Linked DNA regions of Sus scrofa: all the other regions are linked to region 2. A link is a contact called in public Hi-C and promoter capture Hi-C data. All regions are on one chromosome and are shown on one strand. The core of a region is the stretch at or near the end of the contact, and the rest is flanking DNA. Distances in the headings are between cores, read along the strand shown. Region 1 has its middle 110 kb from the start of SLC38A6. Region 2 holds the start of SIX4 (SIX homeobox 4). Region 3 holds the start of TMEM30B (cell cycle control protein 50B).

The links. Promoter capture Hi-C pulls out the DNA fragments that hold promoters and counts their contacts. Hi-C and Micro-C count contacts between places; a contact is called where the count stands out from the background.
Region 1: a Hi-C map of skeletal muscle shows a contact between it and region 2, with 6 times the contacts expected there. The contact joins the enhancer-like site here to the promoter of SIX4 in region 2. A contact is called at or near these places in 4 of 47 Hi-C or Micro-C datasets (fetal skeletal muscle, psoas muscle and skeletal muscle) and 1 of 2 datasets of contacts at active chromatin or transcription factors (skeletal muscle).
Region 3: a contact with region 2 is called in a promoter capture Hi-C map of liver, with 4 times the contacts expected there. The contact joins the promoter of TMEM30B here to the promoter of SIX4 in region 2. A contact is called at or near these places in 2 of 5 promoter capture datasets (fetal skeletal muscle and liver), 2 of 47 Hi-C or Micro-C datasets (mesenchymal stem cells and psoas muscle) and 1 of 2 datasets of contacts at active chromatin or transcription factors (skeletal muscle).

What each region holds. Positions count from the first base shown.
Region 1 is chr1:190,034,225-190,036,924 of Sscrofa11.1, reverse strand. No RefSeq gene overlaps it. Among named protein-coding and RNA genes, the nearest start is that of SLC38A6, 110 kb to the right of the region's middle. Within about 2 kb of position 1,449, at least 8 of the 83 cell types and tissues checked have an H3K27ac peak or open chromatin away from gene starts, as enhancers often do. A contact at or near this core is called in fetal skeletal muscle and skeletal muscle, where this site is marked.
Region 2 is chr1:189,681,064-189,683,763 of Sscrofa11.1, reverse strand. It overlaps SIX4 (SIX homeobox 4), which reads left to right and starts at 1,386. Exons shown (of 3, transcript NM_001244614.1): 1 at 1,386-2,257. The coding sequence starts at 1,386.
Region 3 is chr1:190,170,401-190,173,100 of Sscrofa11.1, reverse strand. TMEM30B (cell cycle control protein 50B) reads left to right here and starts at 1,375. Exons shown (of 2, transcript XM_021062472.1): 1 at 1,375-2,700. The coding sequence starts at 2,006.

The DNA of each region.
Region 1 (2,700 bases), core at 200-2,699, 350 kb before region 2:
CCCGAGGGTGGCCAATATGCACACTCCTGGCTGCAGGCAGTGGCCAAGTGGCATGCAGAGATGGAGCTTGGACGTGCATCCAAGCTGTTGAGTTGTCTGTGCATGGGTGTATGCGAGGCCTCCCACTGTGCAGGACAGAGGAGGGTTTGGAAGAGAAAGACTCTCCATTCGTCCCCCATAGGTATCAAGGACAGACCTGGAGGTAACCTGTGGGGTCCTTTTCTTACAGTTCTGGAATCTTTTCCACACCAATCACAATATCTGCAACCCCACCTCTGAGCAAAGAACAGCAAGAAAGGGAGGCTGAGTGCATGCATCTCAAGTGACTCCAGAAAGATAAAGACACACCTTGATGCCCCGCAGGTAGCATGAAAGACAAAAGGAGGGGCCACCTCTCTTTCTGGCCTGTAGTCCTAACTCAGGCTCCTCTGCAGAATCTTTACATCTTTCATGAAAACCAGTAGGTCTCCCCCGTACCTCTGCTCTGATGACAAGGCAGCCCCTTTTCCTGGGGAGAAAAGCCACCTGGATTATCCCCCCCACACACACCCATGTCTGGCTGCCTCGTCATCTTTTTAATAATCTCATAGGAAAATATATTGTTTTTCATTTGCCTCTTAGTTCCTCCCTCCTCTAGCAATTTCTTCTTTCTCCCTCTGAAACCTTATTTTTGCTGTATGGAACCCTGGGCTATAGATTGCCTTAAAAACATGCACTGTAAAGTAAACACATATGGCTGTATCTCTGAATTGTCCAGATCAGGTCCAGCTGTAGAACTTCACCCTTCCAGCTGTTTCCTTGTGAACAGCCCAACAACTGCAGGATCCTGGCTTAAAAGCTACTGTTACTGGTCAGGAGCTCCACGGACACGGTTCACCTTAGATCACCATGAAGAATCGGAGCAGCCCAGGTCAATGGCCCAGGCCCAGGCCCCTGACAAAGCAGGCAGGGTACTGCTGCAGCCCAGGGGCAGGGTGGGGGGAGGGCAGAGAGTGACCCCAGGCTGCCAGAAGCTACCTGACACCTGTGTCCCCGGGGTGTTTCATAAGCCCCAACAGCTCCATAGTTTTAGGGGAAGCGGGGGCTCCCATTACTGTACCAGCCCGTCACCTTCCCTGGAAAGTAACTCCCACCCCACTTTGAACTTTGTCCCCGGTGAAGGAGGGGAGGTGACTGCATATGTCAAAAAAGGTCCAGTCTGGCCTCAAAGAAAGGGCTGCACTGTCTCCCTCTCACAGAGCCCTCTGCAGTTCCTTTTAATCCGCTTACTCGGTGCTCCCCTCAGGTGGGGGGAGCACAGATCCCTCTGTCAACAGCTCTATCTAGAGCAGCCCCGGGGCCAGCCCAGCCTTCACCCTGGCCCCTCGGCCTGCTCGGCGCTCCCTGACCCCGGGACTCAGCTGTGAGAATCAATCATCTCCTTCCAGAACTCATCATTCAGCAGCTGCGGGGCCTCAGCTATTTTTACTGCCCTGGGAAACCCGTGGCCAAGGACGTGCTGGGCTACCTTTGCAGGAGGTGTTGCTGCAGAAAGAAGCCACGGGTTGTCAGGGCAGCTGAGCCTCTGCCTCAAGGTTAAACCCAAAGTGTCTGCCCTAGAACAGGAGAGCACTTGACCTTCCGCTGTGCTGCAACATGAAGGCTTATGTGGGGGAAGCAGAGGGGACCGGCCCAGGGCTGAGGTAGAAGGGAGGGGGAGGGGAGCGGGGTAGACACATGTGTGCCTGGGCTTCTCCTACCCAACAGGGGTGTCAGAAATCATAACAGCTCAGGCACCTGCGCTGCCCCCGCCAAGAAACACCCTTCAACAACCAACACACACAGGGAGCCTTCTATGCGCTGGCCTGGCTCTGGGCCTGGCAGTTCAGGATCTGCCCTGGAGCTGGCCAGCATCTAGAGAGGCCAAATCTCACAGAGCATCACCAAACCCACAAAGAGAGCTTCCCGGTCAGTCCACCCATCACCCTGTTCTTTGCCAGCCTGAGTTTATAACTCTCTTGGTTCCCAGGGGAGGAACCCACGGGGTGAAGGAGCAGGTGATGCAAAGCATTTTAGATTTGCAAAGGTTCATCCGACACCCTAAACAAGCTCCTTCAGCACAGTCCTCTGAGGTAAGTCAGTATTTTTAGTCTGTTTAAAAATAGTCTGGACGGCCAGCAGCTCGGCTGCCTGTGCACACGTGTGCTTTGCTGAGTGGGAAGAGCAGAACTTACCGAGGAGGTCCTATCAGCCACAGGTGGGACAGGTCTCAGGCTCCCTCTATGTCTCCCATCTCCAGAAAGGAAAGAAGGTGGTCTGGAAAGGAAAGATGAGGTCTGAGGCTCTGCTGTTTGCACCTCTGTGACCTCTTGGGTGGCAGGGAAGCAGAACCATGAAAAACTCTGATGGAGGGATGGGTGATGGGGTGGCTGATGGTCTGGATCCCATTCAGGCTCCAATGAGGTGAGTCCAGATCCAGTTCTCCCTGAGCTGGGGAACAGGCTGGTGTGCCATTGCCTCCCTGGTCTGTTGAGGAGGAGCTGGGAGGCTAAAGGCTCAGATTCAAGGTGGAAAGGGAGATACTCATGGAACGTTATGTCTCTCAGAGCAGGAGGCAGGCGTGAGGGCTGCTTGGGTTACGTGAGACAGTGTGTGACCTCGCCTGGGTGGGGCAGCAGCATGAGGTCCTGAGAGGTTTGTGAACCACCCCAGGGCCCTGGA
Region 2 (2,700 bases), core at 137-2,636:
TACAAGTCCACATAGAATTAAAGATTAGAATGATGTCATTAAGATGCTGCATTTTGAGAAAGAGTACCAGACACAAACTCAACTGAACCATCTTAATCAGAGAAGCAGATATGGGTTCATCCTTTTTTGAGGTAAGATCTCATGCAAACCATGAAGCAAAGAGATATAACTGCAAAAAGCATCAGACTCCACCCCCAAACCCTTCAGGGCAAACCAGAAGGCAGTCTCCCATCTGTTTATGCTGTAGAAATGGCTGCTGATCCTGCATTGAACTCCAAGACACCTGCACATAGAGATGGTTTCTACCAGGAATATCATCTCTAAAAAACAATTAATACACTTATACTGAAAGGGTTCATCTGGGAGATTTAAATTTCCATACTGTTGCTACTATAATCTAAAGCTTAGACCTCTTCCACTCTGCTGACCCAGGATAAACTTATAGCTAAAAGTTCTATATGCTTAGTTGCATCACCAACTCAGTTGGGCAGCCAGCCCTCCAAGTGACTTAAACACATTTTTTTGAAGCCTTCTTGTTTTCATCTTCTTAGAGGGCTATTTATACCATTTTCAGTGTCCCACCCCCCACCCCCCGCTTTTGGAATTTTAATTTCCTGTAAATGCTTCCCCATTAGAGCATTCCCTAGTGCCATTTTATTCTTGACCCTTTTCAATGCAAAATCCTTAATAAAGACATCAGAAAGGGGAGTGAAGGGCAGTAGAGAGATACCAGGAAAGCTTCTGAATTGTTCTCTGAAATTTTATCATCTAGATGCTGAGGGTGGTCTCTTTGTTAAGAGTTTAGCATCCGCACCTTAATGCCCAACAATTCATATTCCCTCTGGAATCGTAGGGACTCTCTCTGAAAGAGTCTGTTGTCCAGTTACCAGGCCCCATTAGGCATGTTCCCGCCCAGGAGCAGGGCCTGAAAAGAATGTCGGTGCCTCCCTTCAGGTATAGGTGCCTGGGGGTCAGGGGGAGAGGGGAAGGCAAGGGGTGGAGTGGGAGGCGGGTGATCGACAGGGATAGAAACGGTGTCTCCTCCTCCCTCTGAATGTGAAATAGCCAATGAGGTGGCGCGGTCGGGCCGGCCCGGCCGCCAGTGCCATATAGTATGCAGCAACCCGAGGAGTCACGTTGGGGGAACGGCAGAAAGCAGCTATCCTTTTACACTACTTTGCTCTAGCAGCTATCTTAATGGTGACTGCGTGGCCGGGGGGAAACCTGATCGGCCAGATCCAGCCGAAACCGGGAGGGAGGGAGTGGGCTTTCCGGAGGGGGGGAGGGGGGAGGGAGACGAAGAAGGAGGAGTGAGAGAGGGGGAAAGAAAGAGGAAAAGAGTGCGAGGGAGTGAGGGAGGGAGGAAAATAAACAACAAAAAAAAAATGTCCTCTTCCTCCCCCACCGGGCAGATTGCAAGTGCGGCGGATATCAAGCAGGAGAATGGGATGGAAAGCTCCTCGGAAGGGCAGGAGGCACCCCGAGAAGTGGCGGGGGGCGCGACGGCGGGGCTGAGCCCCCCGGCTCCAGCCCCCTTTCCCCTGGAGCCGGGGGACGCCGCGGCCGCCGCCGCCAGGGTGAGCGGAGAGCAAGGGGCAGTATCGGCGGCGGCGGCTGGAGCAGCGGCCGATCAGGTACAACTCCACTCGGAACTTCTGGGCAGGCACCACCACGCCGTGGCCGCCGCCGCCGCTGCTGCGCAGACCCCACTGGCCTTCTCGCCAGACCATGTAGCCTGCGTGTGCGAGGCGCTGCAGCAGGGGGGCAACCTGGACCGCCTGGCCCGGTTCCTGTGGTCCCTGCCCCAGAGCGACCTGCTACGTGGCAACGAGAGCCTGCTGAAGGCGCGGGCGCTGGTGGCCTTCCACCAGGGCATCTACCCTGAGCTCTACAGCATCCTCGAGAGCCACAGCTTCGAATCGGCCAACCACCCGCTGCTGCAGCAGCTCTGGTACAAGGCACGCTACACCGAGGCCGAGCGAGCCCGCGGCCGGCCGCTGGGCGCCGTGGACAAGTACCGGTTGCGCAGGAAATTCCCCCTGCCCCGCACCATTTGGGACGGCGAGGAGACGGTGTATTGTTTCAAGGAGAAGTCGCGCAACGCGCTCAAGGAGCTCTACAAGCAGAATCGCTACCCTTCGCCCGCCGAGAAGCGGCACCTGGCCAAGATCACTGGCCTCTCCCTCACCCAGGTCAGCAACTGGTTCAAGAACCGCCGGCAGCGCGATCGGAACCCCTCTGAGACCCAGTCCAAAAGGTGAGCGCCAACTTTCCTCCTCCTCCCCCTTCCTCTCCCCCACCCCCTTCCCAGCTTTCTTTTCCTCCAAGTGCTCGCAAACATGGCGCTTACCTTCCCCACCAGCTTGGTCCGGCTGCCCACCTCTCCCCGCCCCCTACCTCTCTCCCCGGCCGGGGGGAGGGGGGGCAGCGGTAGCGAGGGGCGGGAGAACCTCACTCTTTACCCTCCCCCACCTCCCCCAAGAAGTTTCTCGTCGCCCGCCTAGGTCTCAATCCCCGCCCCCACCGCGGCTGGTCACTGCTGCCCGGTTTCCCACCCCCATCCCGCTGGCTTTGAAGTTGGCACTCTGTCCCCGGTTCTGGCCGGGCGAAGGGGCTTGTGTAGGCGCCGGAAAGGCAGCTCTCGTGGCCGCCGGCGGCCTACGGAGGTTGCCAGCGCCCGCCGGGGTCTGCACCTCCACT
Region 3 (2,700 bases), core at 126-2,625, 490 kb before region 2:
GGACTCACACCTCAGGGCAGTGGTTAGACTAAAAATTCCACTAGATTAAGTTTGGGGAACTGAATTCCTTCCTAGAGACGGTTTTGTGGACTCTGTGTCAAGCCAACTGATGACTCGATGATATAGGGGTGGGTGGAAGCCACCAAAATGATACAGAGAACTATTTATTCATTTATCTTACTGGAAAATGGGTGTAGTACAGACTGGATCACACTGTAGGAACCTGTTGACAATACTGGGCATTTCCTCCCTTGGGGTATGATTAGAAGTAAGGGAAGTGGAAATCAAGTCATCAAGTCTCCCTCATATTCACTAACAGCTAAAGCTTCCAACTCATATGCATTCTATTCAACAAGGTGGAATGAATTTTCCATTGTTAAAATGATGCTACTTTTAACTTTTAGTATCATTCTTATAAAGCACCATTTGGTACTTGAGTATATATTGTCTGTTGGCTATTTTGATTCTTTTTTACTCCTAAGTAATATGTCCCTTGTTAGACTGCAAATGTCTTGAGGTCAAGGGTCTTTTTCAGCCTAATTTTCTTGTCTTCTACATTGCTTAGCATAGGGCTAATACTTGAAAGATGCTAAAAACAAAATAAAACCAAAAAAAAAATTAAAAAATAAAACCAAAATGCTGTTGCTCAATTTAGCAAGAATTTTAACTTTCCAAATTTCAGTGGATTTTGAATGACTCCTGAATGTAATGTATTATTCTAAGTGCAGAGTGTAACTCAGAAAATATTCAAGCTATTTGAATATCAGAAAAATTCAAGCATTCTCTGAGCTCAAAGAGACTCAGGAACACCTCAATACATAAGGAGGATTTAGAACAAAGCTGAAATGGCCAGACAATCCCTTGTGTATACTTTACCAACCTAAATATAAAAGCCAGAATCCCAAGCAATGTTCAGAGTTAATTTGGGTTTTCTTTCCAATAAGTCCTATAAATCCTTGAAGGTCATCTCCTTTGGCCAAACAGCCCCAGCATCCTTGCCTGTGGATAGCAGCTGGGTCTTTTGGGACCTTGGATGGGACCTTTTTCCAGTCAGGCAAATAATCTGAAAAGGAAAAAAAATAAATCACATGTAGTCCAGGGCATTTTTCTCCTTGTATGGTTTGTCCACTAACTTGAGAGATATTTAAAGGCTCTGAACATCTTGCTTTCATTGATTCTTTTTGGAGTCATATTATTTTCAGAGAAGTTTCCACTTTTCTCAGTTATCCCACCTAATTGGGGCACCTGGCCAGAAAATCATTTTCCCTTTAAAAAAAAAAAAATGCTAGAATTTGAACGCAGGCTTTGAATTCGAAACAGATTTACCAGAGCGTAATCCCAGAGCATTACAATTTGTGGCTAAAGTTGACTGAAAGAGGGTCCATAAGTTAACCCACAAAGAAGAGAGGGCCTAAAGACGTTTTCATTTCCTTTCAGATAAAAGATGATTAATTACCTGAAATCTTCAAGTCTCCAGAACTCACGGTGGAACTTTGCGCTGGGGGCTGCAGCTTCTACGATTTCAGGCAAGACTGGCCCGGGCACTCCAGTCACTCATAAGGCGGAAGGGAAAGAAGTACCTGAACAGGGTATGAGCCTCTCAGTCGCAGCCTAGGGCCGCCACTCACCTTGGGGAGGAGGAGCTGGCGTCCAGAGCCACCCCGGCGGGGAGGAAAAGCAGCCCTGGGCTGCCAGGTGAGGTAAGGAACGCCCCGCCAGCTCACCTCCGTAGAGGCGGGGCGCGGTTCCCGATCACTCATAGGGGCGGAGCCGTCTGAGCACCTGCGCCAAGGCGGAACTGAGGGGTCTGGTCACTGCACGGAGGACCTAGCACCAAGCCTCACCTGTGCGGGGGCCGGAGGCGGGGCCAGAACTCACCTGAGCAGGCGGCGACTTGCCCCGGGGGTAACCCCGGGCTGGCCTAGCGCGGAGGGGGAGAAGCCCCCGGGCGGCTCCATCCGTACGTCCCCATCCGTACGCCCCCGCGTCGGTCCGCGCGGCAGCCATGACCTGGAGCGCCACGGCTCGGGGCGCGCACCAGCCGGACAACACCGCGTTCACGCAGCAGCGCCTCCCCGCCTGGCAGCCGCTGCTGTCAGCCAGCATCGCGTTGCCGCTCTTCTTCTGCGCGGGCCTGGCCTTCATCGGCCTGGGCCTGGGCCTCTACTACTCTTCCAATGGCATCAAGGAGCTCGAGTACGACTATACCGGCGACTCGGGCCTCAGCAACTGCTCGGTGTGCGCCGCAGCCGGGCAGGGCCGCGCGCCGCCGCCCCGCTGCTCATGCGCCTGGTACTTCTCTCTGCCCGAGCTCTTCCAGGGCCCCGTGTACCTCTACTACGAGCTGACCAACTTCTACCAGAACAACCGGCGCTACGGTGTGTCCCGCGACGACGCGCAGCTGAGTGGGCTGCCGAGCGCCCTGCGGCACCCGGTCAACGAGTGCGCCCCCTACCAACTCAGCGCGGCCGGCCTGCCCATCGCGCCCTGCGGCGCCATCGCCAACAGCCTCTTCAACGACTCCTTCTCGCTGTGGTACCAGCGCCAGCCCGGCGGGCCCTACGTCGAGGTGCCGCTCGACCGCACCGGCATCGCCTGGTGGACCGACTACCACGTCAAGTTCCGCAACCCGCCGCTGGTGAACGGCAGTCTGGCGCTAGCCTTCCGGGGCACCGCGCCCCCGCCCAACTGGCACCGGCC